Regions from separate parts of the Mus musculus genome. Here region 2 is linked to region 1. The links are chromatin contacts, called in public HiChIP or PLAC-seq maps. All regions are on one chromosome and are shown on one strand. Each heading gives the region's core, a stretch centred on a gene start, on an enhancer-like site or on the middle of the called end of the contact. The rest is flanking DNA. Distances are from core to core; before and after follow the strand shown.

Region 1 (4,175 bases), core at 1,019-3,518:
TCCCACTAAAATAAGGGACGAGACAAGGCTGTCCACTTTCTCCCTTCCTATTCAATATAGTTCTTGAAGTCCTATCCAGAGAAATTAGACAACAAACAGAGATCAAGGGGATATAAATTGGAAAGGAAGAAGTCAAAATATCACTATTTGCAGATGATATGATAGTATATATAAGTGACCCTAAAAATTCCACCAGAGAACTCCTAAAACTGATAATCAACTTCAGTGCAGTAGCTGGATATAAAATTAACTCAAACAAATCAGTGGCCTTCCTCTACACAAAGGATAAACAGGCTGAGAAAGAAATTAAGGAAACAACACCCTTCAAAATAGTCACAACTAATATAAAATACCTTGGTGTGACTCTAAGGAAGTGAAAGATCTGTATGATAAGAACTTCAAATCTCTGAAGAAAAAAATCAAAGAAGATCTCAGAAGATGGAAAGATCTCCCATGCTCATGGATTGGCAGGGTTAATATAGTAAAAATGGCTATCTTGCCATAAGCAATCTGGAGATTCAATGCAATCCCAATCAAAATTCCAACTCAATTATTCACAGAGTTAGAAAGGGCAATTTTCAAATTCATCTGGAATAACAAAAAACCTAGGATAGCAAAAACTATTCTCAACAATAAAAAAACCTCTAGTGAAATCACCATGCATGAACTCAAGCTCTCCAGAGCAATTATGATAAAAACTGCATGGTACTGGTACAGGGACAGACAGATAGATCAATGGAATAGAATTGGAAAAACCCAGAAATGAACCCACACACTATGGTCACTTGATCTTTGACAAGGGAACTAAATATAGTAAGTATATGCCACCTTGACTAGTAAGTTTAATTTTGCCAAGACATAGCAGTAAATACAACATGAACTATACCTCTCATGTGGCTTGTTGCAAATACCCATAGTATTTCTGGGCCATTAGAAACCTCCACTTTTCTCTATAGAGGCAGTAGGTATCCTGTGTACGGTGAGGTTACAGTAGTTTGGAGCTCCCTATGGGCACGTATGTCCTGGGCCTGAGGGTGTTTGGTGTAGTGTAGGCCAGTGCATGTTGATTGTGCTGTATGTTTTACTACCACAAAACAGAAGCTGAACACAGAAATACTCTCCTTCCTTATGCAAATGAATATCTTCTAAGGCCTCCAAAGAAAGATTTCCATAGATACAATTAACATGTTTATTACTCTCTTCTTTTTGTTTAACTGAAAGCTCAGCTTTGATTTGTCTGTTTTCTCTCATACCCTCATTGGAGATGGAAAACAGCTGGCTCGTGTTCTCTTTCCCCAGTGCCTTTGTGAATACTTAACTGTTCTTAGACCCTCCTGCTGGACAGTGCGTCCTGTAAACGTTTGAGCAGCTATTCCTCCTGAACCTCTCACCTTCCTCAGGAGGCTCAGGACCTTCCCTGGGTTTTGTGCATCCTCTGTTATTTTAAAAGATAAAGCTAGGGAAGAAAATTCATGTTAGTGGCTTGTATATCCCATCCTGATTTTTTGTATGTGTTTATTGTACTCTTAGCAACAAATTAGAGGGCAGACTTCCAAGATCATGAATCAGGTAGAACACTTACATCTTAAGTGACTTGTAGAAGGACCAACTCGCTCATGCCCATGAGTCCCTCAGCTGTTGACAGTCGGTGTGCTGCGTCATGAGCAGTTACTTCCTTCTTTATGCGCCATGCATGCTAAGCGATTGAAAAGTCAAGCACACTGCATTGTGTTAAGTTATTTTAAAATTCCTTCATACATTTATTTTTTCATGAAGACCTTATTTGCTTAGAAGAAGTATGAAACACTAAAAACTAATTATAATAGACTGGCATATTTTACAAAATTATATTCTACTTAATTTACTATCCTTGTAAAAGATTAAAGGAATGAATGAAAGAGATAGAAAAGAAATTTTTAATAAAGTTTCAAAGTCATAGAGGGAATGAATGGTGATTTTTTTTTCCTTCCTTTGCTGCTAATGGGGTTTTGGTTATATAAGCAAGTAAGTTAAAATAACTAGGCCTAAATTGAGGAACTAAGTAATTTCAAATATTAAGTTTATTATTACAATAAACTATTTTAATAAGGTAAGGTCAGAACTTAACTGTAGCCGGAGAAATTGATGTCAGTTTTAGGTGTCCTTTCAGTAGTGTAAGAAGGTTGCCATAGCAACCAGTCTGCTTCCTTCTCTCTGCAGGACCTGAGTTCTCATGCGTTCCTCTCTCCCTCAGCTGCAAGTAAGAATCATCATTCAGCTTTCCCCTGGGGACTCAGCTGTGCACCGTGGCATGTGTTTCATATTGTCCAGTAAAATAGTAACTAGGCAGTAACAGCCACCCTCCTGTTAACTGTCAAAACAACTTCAAACTCTTTTCTTCTAAAACAGAGTCTAAATGTTAATACTGAGTTTTAAAGTAAAACAGAAAATCTTTACATATGTAAGCACATACATTTGAATAGAAATCTTTCTATAAAGTCGTGCAAAAAGAACAGTCTAATGTGACAAACTGCCTCTTTTATTTAAGCTGACTTTTAGATTTGTTAACTCTCTGTAAGAATGCTTGTTTCTTAGTAGTAGAGTATTGTCTAGACTTTTTTAAATTTAATTTTATATGGAATTCATTTTTTACACTCCCCGCCCCTCCCCTCCCACCCTCCAACTGCTCCACATCCCACACCTCCTCCCTACCACACCCACATGGATATCCCCACCCTCCACCCCCTGTGACCTCTAAACTGCCTGGGGCCTCCAGTCTCTTGAGGGTTAGGTGCATCATCTCTGAATGAACATAAACCTGGAAGTGCTCTACTCTATGTATGTTGGTGCCCTCATATCAGCTGGTGTGTGCTGTCTGTCTGGTTGTCCAGTGTTTGAAACAGTTATCCTTTATTTAATGTATGTGTTAAATGTCTTTCAAGTTTTTATCTGCATCATTTATAGTTTTTAAGATTTATTTTTTGTTGTATGTGTGTGAATGGTTTTTTTCACTTGTATATATATGTACATGGATGTATAGGTAGTGTGTGCCTACCACAGGAAGAGGCAGTAGAGGGCTCTGGCTGCTCAGGACTGAGTTACTGATGGTTGAGAGACATCATGTAAGTGCTGGGACCTGGGTCCTCTGCAAGATCAACAAGTGCTCTTAACCACCAGGCTGTCTCTGTAGCCCTACATCCCATATTTCTTATAGTGCTCTTTAACACTCTTTGTTTATAAAATGTAAAGTTTGACTGGATGTAAGATGAAAATGGCTGCTGAAGTTTCTGTTTAGTTGAGGCCATAGAACTTTTGTAAGACCAGAACTGGGGAAAAAAATTCCTCTCAAAGTTAGTGGATTCTAAATATAAAATAAGAGCAGATCCCTCTCCCTAAATCATCCAATGTCCAAGATAAACCAGCTCAACATCTCAAGCTTTTTATATTATTATTTGAAATAGATTTTCGATCTTGGGCGTGAACTCAGCGGGCCCTAGCACACCCAGGATCTTGGGATCACTGGTGAGTGGAATGCAACATCTGTTCCAAAAAATCTTGGAGGGTCTTGTGCCAGCAGGAACAGGGACAGAGGAAACCCGCCGACCAGTGGCTGGGGTTCCTTCAGGTCAGCACCAGCCCTGCACCATCTTGGCGGGAACTTGGCAGGCCCTAGCACACCCAGGATCTTAGGATCACTGAGACCAGTCTACGCATGAGAGCACGTGGGCAACAGAAGCAATAGAGCTTCTTGGACAGGGTCCCTTTGGGCCTTCATCCTCAGGCAGAACTGAGACCCAGACCTTTCCTGCCAGAGGAGAGTCACCTCCAGGGAGGGCTCTGACCCCAGGACTCAGGAGGTAGATCTGAGCTCCAGACCTCTGTGCACCTTTCCTGCAAAAGGAGAGCTTGTCTGCAGAGAGTACTCTGACCACTGAGACTCAGGAAAGAGTTGGTCTACCAGGAGTGTTGTTAGAGGCTAAAGAATCACAGGAGGAACAAGCTCCAGCCAGAGACAGCTAGAACATTAACACCAGAGATCACCAGATGGCAAAGGGCAAACATAAGAATCTTACTAACAGAAACCATCATCATACTCCAGTACGCCCACCACAGTGAGTCCTGGATACCCCAACACACCCAAAAAGCAAGACTCCAATTTACAATCATATCTCATGATGCTGGTAGAGGATTTTAAG
Region 2 (4,175 bases), core at 1,102-3,601, 870 kb before region 1:
ACCCACACACTTAGACTTTACCCAGGCAGGCAGTTTTAATTCAAAGTATTCTCTCAACGCTTTGAATGTATTCTCCTGCTTCTTAGCACTTTGGTATTTGATAAGAAATCAGATGTTAACCTTAACGACTGTCTATATATGTAAGGAGCTGCTTCTCTGGTGGCTTCTAGGATATTTTGTCTACATGGCTCTAGGCATATTCACTGGCAGTTCAACAAGCCTCTTAGATCATATAGGCTTGTGTCTATCAGGCTTCATTTAATCAGGTATCTTTGCTTCCCTTTTCCCTCTTGCCCTGGACTCGCTCTCTCCAAGTGTTAGCACACGTGATGGTTTGCCTCAGGTGTCTGATCTGTTCCTTCTCTTCATCCCATGTTATGGAGATACTCACAACACATCTCCAGTCATCAAGTCTTTCTAAGCCAGCTGAAGTCTGCCATGCAGCCCTTCTACTAAATGTATTTATTAATTAGATTTTCCAATTCAAGAATTTCTGTTTGTTCTAATTTTTTCACAAGTTAAGCCTTTCCAATATGAAATCCTAAAATACTCTGCAATTGAAAACTGTTTTGTGGTTGAAGTGCTGGCAGGACAGAAAACCCTACAAGTAATTATGTGATAGATGCAGTCAGAGCACAGGGCACACACAGCACACAGTTAGTAAATATATTGTAGGATGTTACCTCCGGGCCATAGGTATACAAAATATACATGACTTTCATATTTAAGTGTGGGTCACATTTCCAATATACTTCATTTATATTCAAATAATACACAGCCCCCAAAATCTGAAATCCTTCTTACCCTAAACATTTCAGATAAGAAATGTTGTATTTATATTTCCCTTTCTGAGTATTACCTATCTGGTGAGCCATCATTCTTCTTTCTCCTTTTATTTCTTAAGACATACCTACTGCTTGCACACATTTTAAGGTGGCGGCTTGTGTCTGACTCGTGGATGGGGAGAGCTCAGTGTGAGCATGAAGGTGCTGCTGTTTATCAGCTCAGTCCCAGGAGGCAAAGCCAGTCTGGTCTCCTCTTTGCCCCGCCCACCAACGACAATCCTGCCTCAAGTGTTCATCGAGGTTCCTCAGAGTACCATTTCTACTGACTGCCTTCACCTCCAGTCTGTGGACATACTTCCTTATCTCTGCATTTCTCAGGAGCTTTTGCTGAAAGCTTGGTATTTTAATATTTTAAATCGTAATAAACAATACCAACTGTGAGAATCTGATCTGGCCCTTCTTCTGTCATTCCCAGTGCATCAGTGCTTGCTGCTAGTTATGAACCAGACTTGTGAGGTTTGCAGTCTGCCAGGATTCGGATGATTTTGTCCTGTAAAGTTTCACATAGGGTAACCTTGGTCCTCAGTATGATGCTATAAAGCTGCTGAATTTTCAAAATCTGGAGCATGGTCCTTAGGTCACTGGAGTGCCTTCAGAAGGATAAGGTTGTTAGGAAAACCTATCCTGGCCTCCACTCTCTCTTGAATTTCTGTATTCAGACTTGAGCTCTTGCCATATCTGAATAAATGCTACTATCATGCTTTTGAGCCTCCAAAACTGTATTCTGAGTAAAAACTGTTATTTCTATAAATGATCTGCCTTTGTTGTTTTGTTTCAATAATGGAAATCTTACTAATACAGTTGTGTAGCCTTTAGAGTCTCGGCTTGGTTAGCTCAGTGGTTACTTCATGATTAAGCAGACATTTCCTGAAAGACTGGGTACCAATAAGCTTCTAGTTGTTTAAGGCACCTTGAACCTTCTTGGTCATACTGTCCATTCCACCTTAGCCTCCACTTCCTTATCCAGAGCCTCATGGATACAGGTTAGAACTTGGGTTTTTATCAAGTCGTTCCTGATTATACACACAGTCCCGAGCATGAGAACAGACCTATGCAAGAGGAAATACAGCACTGAAAACTCCATGGAGCTCTTATTACCCAGGGTTTCTCCTGAGTTTACTGTTTATTCTGCCTTTCACTGATTAAAGTAACTTCAAAATTAACCAATTGTCTCTAGTTGTTTTTGATGTATATCCCCAGGGGTGGGTGGAGCTGCTTTTGTACCAGGAAGTTCCTAGTAACTTTGATAGAGTATCTGTTGTCCAACTCTTACTTTGATAACAACTATTATTTTTGTATAAAAATACAGAAGTGTAGACACTGCATTTATGACAGCATAACAGTGGTGATAAGACCAAATCTTAACAGAGAACACTAGGAAGACAAGAGAAGCAGGTAAGCAATGGCTGAGGAGAGAAAGCAGACAGACAGGCAACAGACTGGAGCTGAGATCTGAGCCCAAGATGACTTTCCCAGTGTTCCAGAGGTGAGGTATTTATAGAAACACGATGAGCACACAGCAGCAGAAATGTTGAAATGTTATTAAGTTAAGACAAGATTTGCTCCTAGGCATATGTAGTCATAAATGTGTTTGGGTTTACTTGTCTTTTTGAAAATAAAGACTAATTCTTACATGCAGTTATTTATAATACAGAAGGAGACATAGTAATCACATAGAATAATGAAAATTGAGCATAGTTTTTAATTGGTAATAAGAATGTATTTTGACCACAAAACGGCTTATTTTGTTTCCACTTCATTGTAAACATCTACCATTCAGTGATATAAAATGTAAATGTTTTTAATGTTTAATGCTCCTGCTTATTTTTTTTACATGTATCTGCCTTTTAGTTTTTTTTTTTTTAAGAATGAAAAGCTTTTTATATATCGTCAGCTAATGGAAGTCACATGGGTATGGATATGGAAACGCACACATACACACACACACACACACACACACACACACCCTTATAATATTGGAAACAGTTGAGAAACCACAAGTATTCAAACGCAGGAAATCATGATTTTATAACATTTTAATATGATCTACTCTTGGGAAACAAGTTAAGCAAACTCTATTTCTGCACAGGAAGCATTCCGGCATGCAGTTGTGCTGCGCTGTGGTGTGGGCACAGCTGTAGTCTTCACCTGTAATGCCCCACTGGTATTGTGGCTTATGCACTGCATCAAGACTCCCTTCCTGTCCGGAAAACCTCTAAGTACAAACAAAACTCTAAGTCCAGATTTTATTTTCCCTTGGTATCAGAATATGGTAATTTAAGAGCCCTGAGAAATACTTTTTAGTGTTTAAAAGGAAATGTGTAACATTCTTTTATTAGAATCTCTGTTTGAGTTGGTTTTTCAGAAAACTTAACATATGACCCGGTTATCTTATCAATTTATCAAGCTACCAGGTTTCAAGCAAATGCAGGTGTATAATATGACATCTTTCAAGATCATATTTTTCCCAAAAGAAGAGTGATACTGATATATTAAAAACTTCTGGGGAAAAAATAACTTAAATGCAGACAACTTTACTAAAATAGTAAAAAAATAAAATTAATGTAAACCCTAAATTCATAATATATTTTAATTTTATCTAAATATTCAAGAACTTCATTCTAAATGGTCTACTGTTCACAGCATATGTTTAAGCTCAACAATGGGCTCATTACTTTCAGTAGAGTAAACACACTTGCCACTTCTTGATAAAGTAGCGATTAACAAATGTGCCTCATCACACACAAAGTGTGTATAGCAATAATAAGCAGATTATAACATGGTTTTGTTACCCTATAGAATATACTTAATTTGTTAGTATTAATGAATTGCTTCCATGACAAGAGAAAATTGGGAACCATGGTCAGGAAAGCCCCCACACTGTTCTTGACTTCAGGAAACTTGGAATTGTAATAATAAATTAGTCAATATTTTGGGTTGCCATCAAAGATTTGAAATGTGTGTTTTAAAATGTATTTTTTTCTCATGATGTACAAAGTCCAGAGCTTTCTGACAACCCTGAGATTGTCTTTATAGTCTGAGTTAACAGGGCATCAGCACTGGTGTAAGAGACGGTGACAACAGTGCACCAGTGCTCTATAGAGATGCTGACAGACAGATCTCAGTAGCCTTGAGATTGCTGATTCTGATGGGAAGATACATTATTTGTAGATAGTAGGAAGGAAAAAGAAGGAATACAAAGCTACACATGCAGGACACTCGCATGGCTGCACAATCCCCTCCTGAGTATAGGGCAGACTGTATGACACACAATAACAAGCAATAAGCTTGGCTGACCTCAGGCACTTTGGGGTAAACATCCTAGAAGAG

Evidence for each region. HiChIP or PLAC-seq counts read pairs in DNA pulled down with a chosen protein or histone mark.
Region 2: a contact with region 1 is called in an H3K27ac HiChIP or PLAC-seq map of large pre-B cells, with 3 times the contacts expected there. The contact joins two enhancer-like sites. A contact is called at or near these places in 2 of 115 datasets of contacts at active chromatin or transcription factors (fibro-adipogenic progenitors and large pre-B cells).

What each region holds. Positions count from the first base shown.
Region 1 is chr15:34,951,049-34,955,223 of GRCm38.p6, reverse strand. All of the region lies in intron 9 of Stk3 (serine/threonine kinase 3), which reads left to right. Among named protein-coding and RNA genes, the nearest start is that of Gm52204, 43 kb to the right of the region's middle. Within about 2 kb of position 2,268, at least 23 of the 459 cell types and tissues checked have an H3K27ac peak or open chromatin away from gene starts, as enhancers often do.
Region 2 is chr15:35,821,142-35,825,316 of GRCm38.p6, reverse strand. The region is part of intron 39 of Vps13b (vacuolar protein sorting 13B); the gene reads right to left. Among named protein-coding and RNA genes, the nearest start is that of Gm41292, 64 kb to the left of the region's middle. Within about 2 kb of position 2,351, at least 21 of the 459 cell types and tissues checked have an H3K27ac peak or open chromatin away from gene starts, as enhancers often do.